Regions from separate parts of the Xenopus laevis genome. Here region 2 is linked to region 1. Evidence: chromatin contacts called from public Hi-C data. All regions are on one chromosome and are shown on one strand. Each heading gives the region's core, a stretch centred on a gene start, on an enhancer-like site or on the middle of the called end of the contact. The rest is flanking DNA. Distances are from core to core; before and after follow the strand shown. Region 1 holds the start of ccdc9.L (coiled-coil domain containing 9 L homeolog). Region 2 overlaps sae1.L (SUMO1 activating enzyme subunit 1 L homeolog).

Region 1 (4,251 bases), core at 535-3,034:
TTTTTCAACTGCTTTTCATGTTTTATTTTTGACTGTTATTGTAGAATTAAAGATTAATGTTCCTGCCTCTGGTGTTTCAGTCTGGCAGCTCAGTGATCATGGTGCAGGTTCTGAACTGTTTCAATATGCTACATTTAGTTGATACAATTAGATATTTATACATTTCTCAGCAGTATCTTTGAAATATGAGCAACTCTTGTATCAATTCTAACAACTGCCTTTAATTATGAAACGCATGAATTCTGCTCAACAGGGCAACAAAAAGAAATGTATCAACTAATATATCAATTTACAACAGTTTATAGTCAGTTTACAGTTTAAAGAGCTGCTTTAAAAAAACATAGGAAGGAGAAAATTTGAACTTCAATATTAGAAAATCATTCACAAATAGAAAATAATTGAAAAAACAGAGCTGTCAACTTTTAAAAGCAGAAATATGGGGGCCTATGTAGTACACACTGAAGTCATGGATTCCACTCATTGGATTTTGCTGGCAGAAAATCAGGAGAATGCTGAATAGTGAGGGGAGACCTGGGGGCAAATTTACTAAAGGGCAAAGTGACTAACGCTGGTGAGAATTCAACAGCGTGACATCATTTTGGGACTTCAATTTACTAACGGGCGCTGACTTAAATTCGCTAGGGAAGGAGATAGACTGTAGCACTACTTCGCACTCTAACGCCAGGCGAATTTTCGCTCTGGCGAATGGACGTAACTACACAAATTCACTAAGATGCGGATTTCAATGAACGTTACCTCTTGTGCCAGACTTGCCTTCGCCACCTTAGACCAGGCAAAGTGCAATACAGTAGATCGGACTTCCTCAAAAAAAATTGAAAAGACCCAAAAAAACTCTGGCGACTTTTCAGTTTTTAGGGTGACAGGCTGCAAAAGATAGTAATTTTTTTTTTTAGGGTACCCGGCTTCTCTCCTACATTTCCTTACATATGGCACATAAACTATACACTGGGCTCATGTGTAGGACATTATAACAATTTTTTTTTCCTTTATTAAGCTTCCCTGGGCTTGTGTAGTGTAATGTATTGGCTGCAACATATACGTCCATTGTACTTTAACTTCCTGCCGTATGCAAATTAGCCAACACTAGCGCAACTTCACTTTGCTTGCCGAATTAACGCTAGCAAAACTTCACCATCGTTCTGGATGCAACTTCATATTTTAGTGAATTAGCGTTGTCCTGGCGAATTTTCACCTGGCGAAGTGTGGCGATGTGAGTGAAGCCGTCGCTGGCGAATTTCCAGAGGTTAGTGAATTTGCCCCCTGGTGAGGGAGCCCAAAATCAGGTAACTCCTTGGAAAATGGCAGGTAAGTCAAACATTGTCTGGCAGTACCTTTAAATTAAATTCTAACTTTTTCTGAAAGTGAAAGGGTTAAACCTGCTCAAAAGTGATTTTTTTTTTTAAAAGCCCTGCATGGTAGGTATTTTTCCCAAAGAAAAGTAAGTCCAAACTCTCTCATTAGTCTGTGGTAATTAATTTTATTAAACGCAACACAGCTTATGCAAATGCTGTGATACATAACAGACACTTTTCGTTTGTACAATTAGGTTTGGGCACAGTGAGAAAACTGATGAGAATTTTCTGCAGAACAAGGGAGAAAATTCGGTGTTTGCAGGCAGCGAATTGAATAGTTCGCGTGTCGTCCGTTTAGGAAGCATTCTGCGTCACTGTCCTCTCTAGGCTGACTCCGCCTACGCAAGCCCGGGTCCCCGCCTCCTCCTAAATTCCGTCAGACGCACGCTGTTACGCAGATGGTTGTGAAGGATTGAAAGCAGCCGCCAGTAGGACTCCGAGGCTAAGCGAACAAATGGCAGGTCACACAAGCACTTATAACAAGGGAATTTATTAGCTGCTTAACCTCGTGCTGTACGGACTGCACCTAGCTGGTAAGCCTCGAGATTGTGGGGAGAGAGACGGTCTGTACCACTTTCATTCTGGTTTTCCTGTTTGAGCCACTGGCAACGTGAGTGCACGAGTTCTATGTGTGTGACTATAGGGACAATACCTGAATGTCACAGAGGCGGAATCGCTCTGGGGCACAATGAGGATTATATAGTGATTTTATAGTGGCAATAATAATATAGGGGCAATTTCTCTTTTTATTTTGAAATAGCGCGCCATTTTAATGGGCTTTTTATTTTCTTGCTGAGTCTGTTTTTAAAAGAACGTAATGGTTTAGTTTCCCTCCTCTCATTTGAGTCCGCAAACTGGCTTGTAACTCACAGCACCCAATCAATTGGTAGAATTTACTGGATTGAAAATAAAGCTCATTGGGTGCAGATTCTGTTACAATTGGGTAGAACTGTTACAATTTTGCAACATTAAGCTGATACATTTCTCAGGAGTATTAGCAACTATTGTATCAATTCTAACAACTGCCTGTAATGAAACCCAGAGATTCTGCTCAGCAGGGACAAAGATAAGAAATGTATCAAATGTATCAATTTATTAGTTTACAGGGTCAGCGACCCCCCCTCCTAGGTCTGCTTTAGAAAAATGAAATATAAAACGTTACACTTCAATATTAGAAAACAGTCACATATAGAAAATAGAAAGTCTTTGGAAAAAGTCTTTATTTCTGGTGATCTATCTGAAACTGAACTGAAAAACGTTTTGAAAGGTGAACAAACCTCTTTAAGACATAACAACTTTGGATACCATCAGACATACACCTACTATTACTAAACACAGTCAACTGACTTCCATGCATACATATTTGATAAGCATTGCATTATGAATGGGAGATCTGCCAACCACCTGTAAAGCTGCTCATATAACAGATAAATTAGTTAGATGCACCCCTTCCATGTAGCACACACACAAATATAATTTACTGTTGCCCTGCACTGCTAAAACTGATGTGAAACTCTATTATATATGTAAACAAGCTGCTGTGTAGTAATGGTGGCAAATTAAATAGGGTTAATAGCGGATAACAGGCTCTGTAGAATATAATGGTATTCTACAGAGCCCATGTGCTATGTTACCTGGGCCTTTTCTCTTTTGAATTGGCTGCCACCTTGGATACACAACAGCTTATTTGTATAAACCAAGGGTCCTTATCCTTTTTTTTTTTTTTACCTCTGAGCCACATTTAAATATAATAAAAGTTGAGCAAAACAAGCATGGAAAAAGTTCATAGAGGGTGTCCAAAAAGGGCTGCAATTGGTTATTTGGTAGCCCCTATGTGGACTGTCAGACTACAGGTTGGTCTGTTTGGCAGTACACAGTCTTTATGCCTCTAAAACTTGCAAAAAGAGCACTTGCTTTAATGTCACTGGGAGCAACATCAGAGGGCTTGGTGAGCAACGTGTTTCTCGAAAGCCACTGGCTCTATAGTAGTGTTTCTAAAGCATACAAGTTTTACTAGTGCAGGGTAACAGAGCCTGATATTCTAACCGTTTGACACTTTGATTTTTTAGTGTTACTGTTCCTTTAACTCACAAACCAGCTATTTCAGTTGTCTGCTCTTATACAGGTCCAGTTGACTAGAGTGCCTGTAGCATAAGCCATCTACATTTTTTGGTAACATGTTACAGGAGTAACCAGTAGTCAAAGCAGTGTTTGTGGTAAAATGATATATTGATAAGTATTCTGGACAGTAAGGATACATTCCAGAAATGTAATAAATTTAACAAACTTTTTTTATTTTTATATTGTAGAAAGAAAAGCCCTGTACATCGGGTTAAGTCGTTTACAGGAAATATGGTAAAGTTTTTACTACATTTCTCCAGCCTCTCTTAATATACCTCTCTTAAGTTTGTCTCCCAGGTTAAATAAGGTCTATATTAAATTTATTGTATTGCTTTGAAGTTGTACCAAAACCAACCAATCTTTTGCCATCTATCTGTTAATGTGTGGATCATAAAGTGGCACAAGTTGGTCTGTTGCTTTCAGGCCGCTTATATGGATATTGGCAGAAGTGCTGCTGTCCCTTGCTTCTGGTTGGCTTGTGAGCCAAGATTGTTCCAATAAAGGACTAATGCTGGTCACAAATGCTTTAGAGAGCACTGCCATGTTTTTGAGCCATTCTCTTCTAAGTTTTAATTCTGTCGTAGAACATATGCATACTAATTGTAGTGATGTGCTTCTGTGCTATTTCTTGTATGATAGCTGTAACATGCATATTAAACTTTTTTGTAATTGTAACAATCGTGTCTATAGGGAAATATGTATGGCCACTTGCTGTATTCAAAGTGTTCTAACAACAGTATTGTGTAAGACCCACCCC
Region 2 (4,158 bases), core at 1,612-4,111, 100 kb before region 1:
AACTTTTGAGAAATTCTGCCTTATAAGTGGCCTACGCTGGAAGGTGGCTGCACCCCAAAAATACTGTTTGGCATGAATTCAGCATGTATCCACCATGTATTTATTCTTTTGCTGTATTCATGATTCACATTTCTGTTTAATGTGACTTAAGTCAGTTTTGTGAAGCGTATATATCTGTGGCTAGGTATATATGTTAAAAAGTTTATATCATGTATTTAATACAGACACAACTGACAGGCCTGGATTTGTGGAAAGGCCACCTAGGGCGGCAGGATTTTAGGGGGGCGGCATGCTGCCCAACCACACCCACATTTGTTCAAAAACACTGGGGATGAGCAGTAGATACAATCATTTTTTTAAATTTCCCCATTTCTCCAGTGCAGATGATGACAATTTGCACAAATAAAGGGGTGGGGACAGGGGCGACGAATGGCAGTGGGCCTAGGGGTGCCCACTTTGTAAATCCAGCCCTGACAACTGACCCTTCTCTTCTAGCCCCAGTGCACTATACACTGTACCTTTATCTTGGGAAGAATGATTTGCATAGAGTTTGAGTTGGGGCAGGCCTGGACTGGCAATCTGTGGGTTCTGGCAAATGCCAGAGGGAGTGCTATAAGATGCCATAGAAAGTCAGTATTTAGTGGGCTGATTGGGCCGCTGTGTACTTGAAATGCCAGGGACTATTTAAACCCTCAGTCCAGACCTGGTTGGTGGGGGGGGGGGGGGAGAGAAATAGATTTTGTTTGATGCGTTTTGTGGTCAGCTTGCACATAAAGCATTTGCCACATTCTCCTTATGTACTGCCTCTCAAGGTATGTGACAGCCTTTCTCATCCAAGATTAATGCATAATTAGGAGAGGTGTACGAATAATTTTCCTTCTCAGTTCTACACTTCTGTGACCAAAGTTTCTTCTTTTCATTATGTGTGTGTGTGTATGTGTGTATATATATATATATATATATATATATATATATATATATATATATATATATATATATATATATATATATATATATATATATATATTCATTCTCACTACAGACTTAATAGGAAGTCGCTCTGTAATAGAAAAAAAATAAGCTTTACCTCCCACCTATTGTTCACCACATGAAAGTCCAGCTGAGATGATAGTATCACCTGCTGATTTGGTTATGAACTTTATCTGTCTGTTGTGGAAAGTTGTGTGGGTGGTATGGGAAGCAGTTTTGAGGAAGGCGGCACACGTTGGTCCCTGTAGGGAGTGTAAATTCAATATGCCCATGCAATTTTTACTTATATACCCACAAATAGGCATTATTCATGAAGGAGTCAAATACTTATCTTTATATTGATATTTACATTAAATACTTTGTTTTTAACCAAGAGCTTGACTGCAGTTTAGCTGGCTGGTGGTTAGTGTTACGCTTTCTCTTTTTCAGGTAGTCATAGAGGTGTTGTACTCGTGGGCTTTGACATTGGCATATTTCAGAGAATATATCTTTATTATTAGCTTTTACTGAACCAATAAAAATGGAAAATATTGTTGCACGACTCCCATTTTATGCAGAGGGAGGGTGACCATTACTACATATTTTAATTTTAGTACAGGTATGGGATCCGTTATCCGGAAACCCGTTATCCAGAAAGCTCAGAATTATGGAAAGGCTGTCTCCCATATACTCCTTTATATTCATATAATCCAAATTTTTAAAAGTGATTTCCTTTTTCTCTGTAATAATAAAACAATACCTTGTACTTGATCCAAACTAAAATCTAATTAATTTGTATTGAAAGCAGAACCAGCTTATTGAGCTAAATTATTATGTGATTTTCTAATAGACTTATGGTATGAAGATCCAAATTACAGAAAGGTCCGTTATCCGGAAATCCCCAGGTCCCGCACATTCTGGATAACAGGTCCCATACCTGTAGTAGAAATATTTGTTTCTTTTGCAAGACATTAAGGGGCAAATTCACAAATGCGCGAAGCGCCGAACGCTAGCGTTAATTCGCTAGCGTTTGGCATTTTCGCTACTGCGCAAATTCACTAACGAACGCTGGCATAGTTTCGCTAGTGTAACTTCGCAACCTTACGCCAGGCGAATCTTCGCTAGCGGCGAAACTACGCAAATTCACTAACTTGCGCAGTGCAGCGAACGCTACCTTTTACGCTAGACTTCCTTCGCCACCTCAGACCTGGCGAAGCGCAATAGAGTAGATAGGGATTGTTTAAAAAAAAGTCAATTTTTTTTCTAAGTCCCAAAAAACGCTGGCGTGTTTTCTACATGATGGCTGATAGGCTGAAAAAGATCGAAAATTTTTTGGGGCTCCCCTTCCTCCACCCTACTTTTCCTGACTCATGGCAACTTACCTAGACAGTGGGCACATGTGTAGGGCAAAATAAAATTTTTATTTGCAGATTTGAAGGTTTTCTAGGCATTTGTAGTGCAGATACGTGTTCCTCCATTGAAATTTGAATTTCGCGCCGTATGCAAATTAGCCTTCGCTAGCGCAACTTCGCTTTATATAGCGAAACAACGCTAGCGCAACTCCGCAACCTTTCGCTACCCCTGTGCGCAACTTCGCATTTTAGTGAATTTGCGGAGCGCTGGCGAAGTTGCGCCTGGCGCAACTTCGATTCTTAGTGAATTTGCCCCTAAGCCTCTTAATATGATTTTTGTGCTTCAGTTTTAATGAAGTTTCGCACAGACAAGGGACGGGATCCCCAGCCCAGTAGTTACCAGGAAGACTCTGAGCTGCTCCTTCAGATCTGCAGTGATGTTCTAGACTCCCTAGGGGTCAGCCCAGATCTCCTGCCCAAAGACTTTGCAAGGTAACAGTCTGTTTGTTTTTGTTCTGTGAATCCGTCTCCAGTTGCTCCAGCTGTGTTTATGTGAAATGCAGCTTTACATTTGCCCTCAGGCATGTGCTATATGCATCTCCTGCTACACTAATAAACTGATAACCTGTGAACAGGCATATCACTTAGTGGAAAATCAAGCTAATAGGGATTTGTTGATGTTTTAGGTGCAGAGTTTTACCAAATTTAACCTCTGCTAATCTGGGTTAGATAACACATAGCGCAAGTGTTTTTTCATGGCCTAGAGTGCTAATGATGCTGTCTTCATTGACCTGGTTAATTATCTTTTCTACCAGGTTAGCATACCTAGACATGGCAGTCACAGGGCTTTTATTTTAAACGTATATGTTAGTACATTCACCACATGGCAGCTTATGAGTTAACTGTTTCCCAAAGTGTCTATAAACCACACAAACAGAGATCAATACTGAGCTCAATAAAAATTGATCAAGACCAATTATTATGGCAGTCAATGTTAATCTCTGTTCCTCTGGGTTCAGACCCATCGGGAAACATGAGATCAGTTGACTCTTGCCTTGCAATAAACTGAGAGCGCTCTGAATGTTGTGAGTGAAATTACCAAAACTTTATTTGCCTATGTAAAATATGTGAAATGAATCATTTCAATGAATGAAACAGAAAATGCACCTCTCTCATTTGTCTTTGCAGCTACTGCTTTTCTGAGATGGCACCAGTCTGCGCAGTAGTCGGAGGAGTTTTGGGCCAGGAAATCGTTAAGGTAAATTCCGTTATTGGAAAGTTAGCAAATAATTACTCCTTAATAATAATAATAATAATAATAATAATTGTGTCTGAAACTAGGGATGCACCAAATCCAGGATTCGGTTCGGTATTCGGCCAGGATTCAGCCTTTTTCAGCAGGATTCGGATTTGGCTGAATCCTTCTGCCCGACTAAAACGAATGGGGATTGAAATCACGTGATTTTTTTGTCACAAAACAAGGAAGTAAAAATGGTTTCCCCTTCCCACTCCTAATTAGGATTTGGTTGGTATTCAGCCGAATCTTTCACAAAGGATTCGAGGGTTCGGCCGAATCCAAAATAGGGGATTTGGTGCATCCCTATCTGAGACTAGTGTCCTGGGTCAAGTACTTGGAAATTGAGTGCATGAGGTTATTGGGTGCAATGCGGGACATGCTTCATGCCATGGCCTTTGTACTGCTACAGGGACTAAAAACATTGTAGGAGATCATGCTCTAGCATGGGGGACAGTATTAGTCTGTGGGTCAACTTGGACCCCCTAGTAAATGCACTCTCTGCTGCTTGTTTCTTATGCTCCTCTTGGCTTGGGTGCAATT

The links. A called contact is a pair of places that touch in the nucleus more often than the background predicts.
Region 2: a Hi-C map of the XL177 cell line shows a contact between it and region 1, with 4 times the contacts expected there. The contact joins the enhancer-like site here to the promoter of ccdc9.L in region 1. A contact is called at or near these places in 2 of 4 Hi-C or Micro-C datasets (the XL177 cell line and the XTC cell line).

The regions. Positions count from the first base shown.
Region 1 is chr8L:68,648,728-68,652,978 of Xenopus_laevis_v10.1, reverse strand. ccdc9.L (coiled-coil domain containing 9 L homeolog) reads left to right here and starts at 1,784. Exons shown (of 13, transcript NM_001094719.1): 1 at 1,784-1,906; 2 at 3,683-3,728. The coding sequence starts at 3,726.
Region 2 is chr8L:68,754,349-68,758,506 of Xenopus_laevis_v10.1, reverse strand. sae1.L (SUMO1 activating enzyme subunit 1 L homeolog) reads left to right here. Exons shown (of 9, transcript NM_001091789.1): 7 at 2,669-2,813; 8 at 3,510-3,579. Among protein-coding and RNA genes, the nearest start is that of XB22065716.L, 26 kb to the right of the region's middle. Within about 2 kb of position 2,861, at least 1 of the 7 cell types and tissues checked has an H3K27ac peak or open chromatin away from gene starts, as enhancers often do.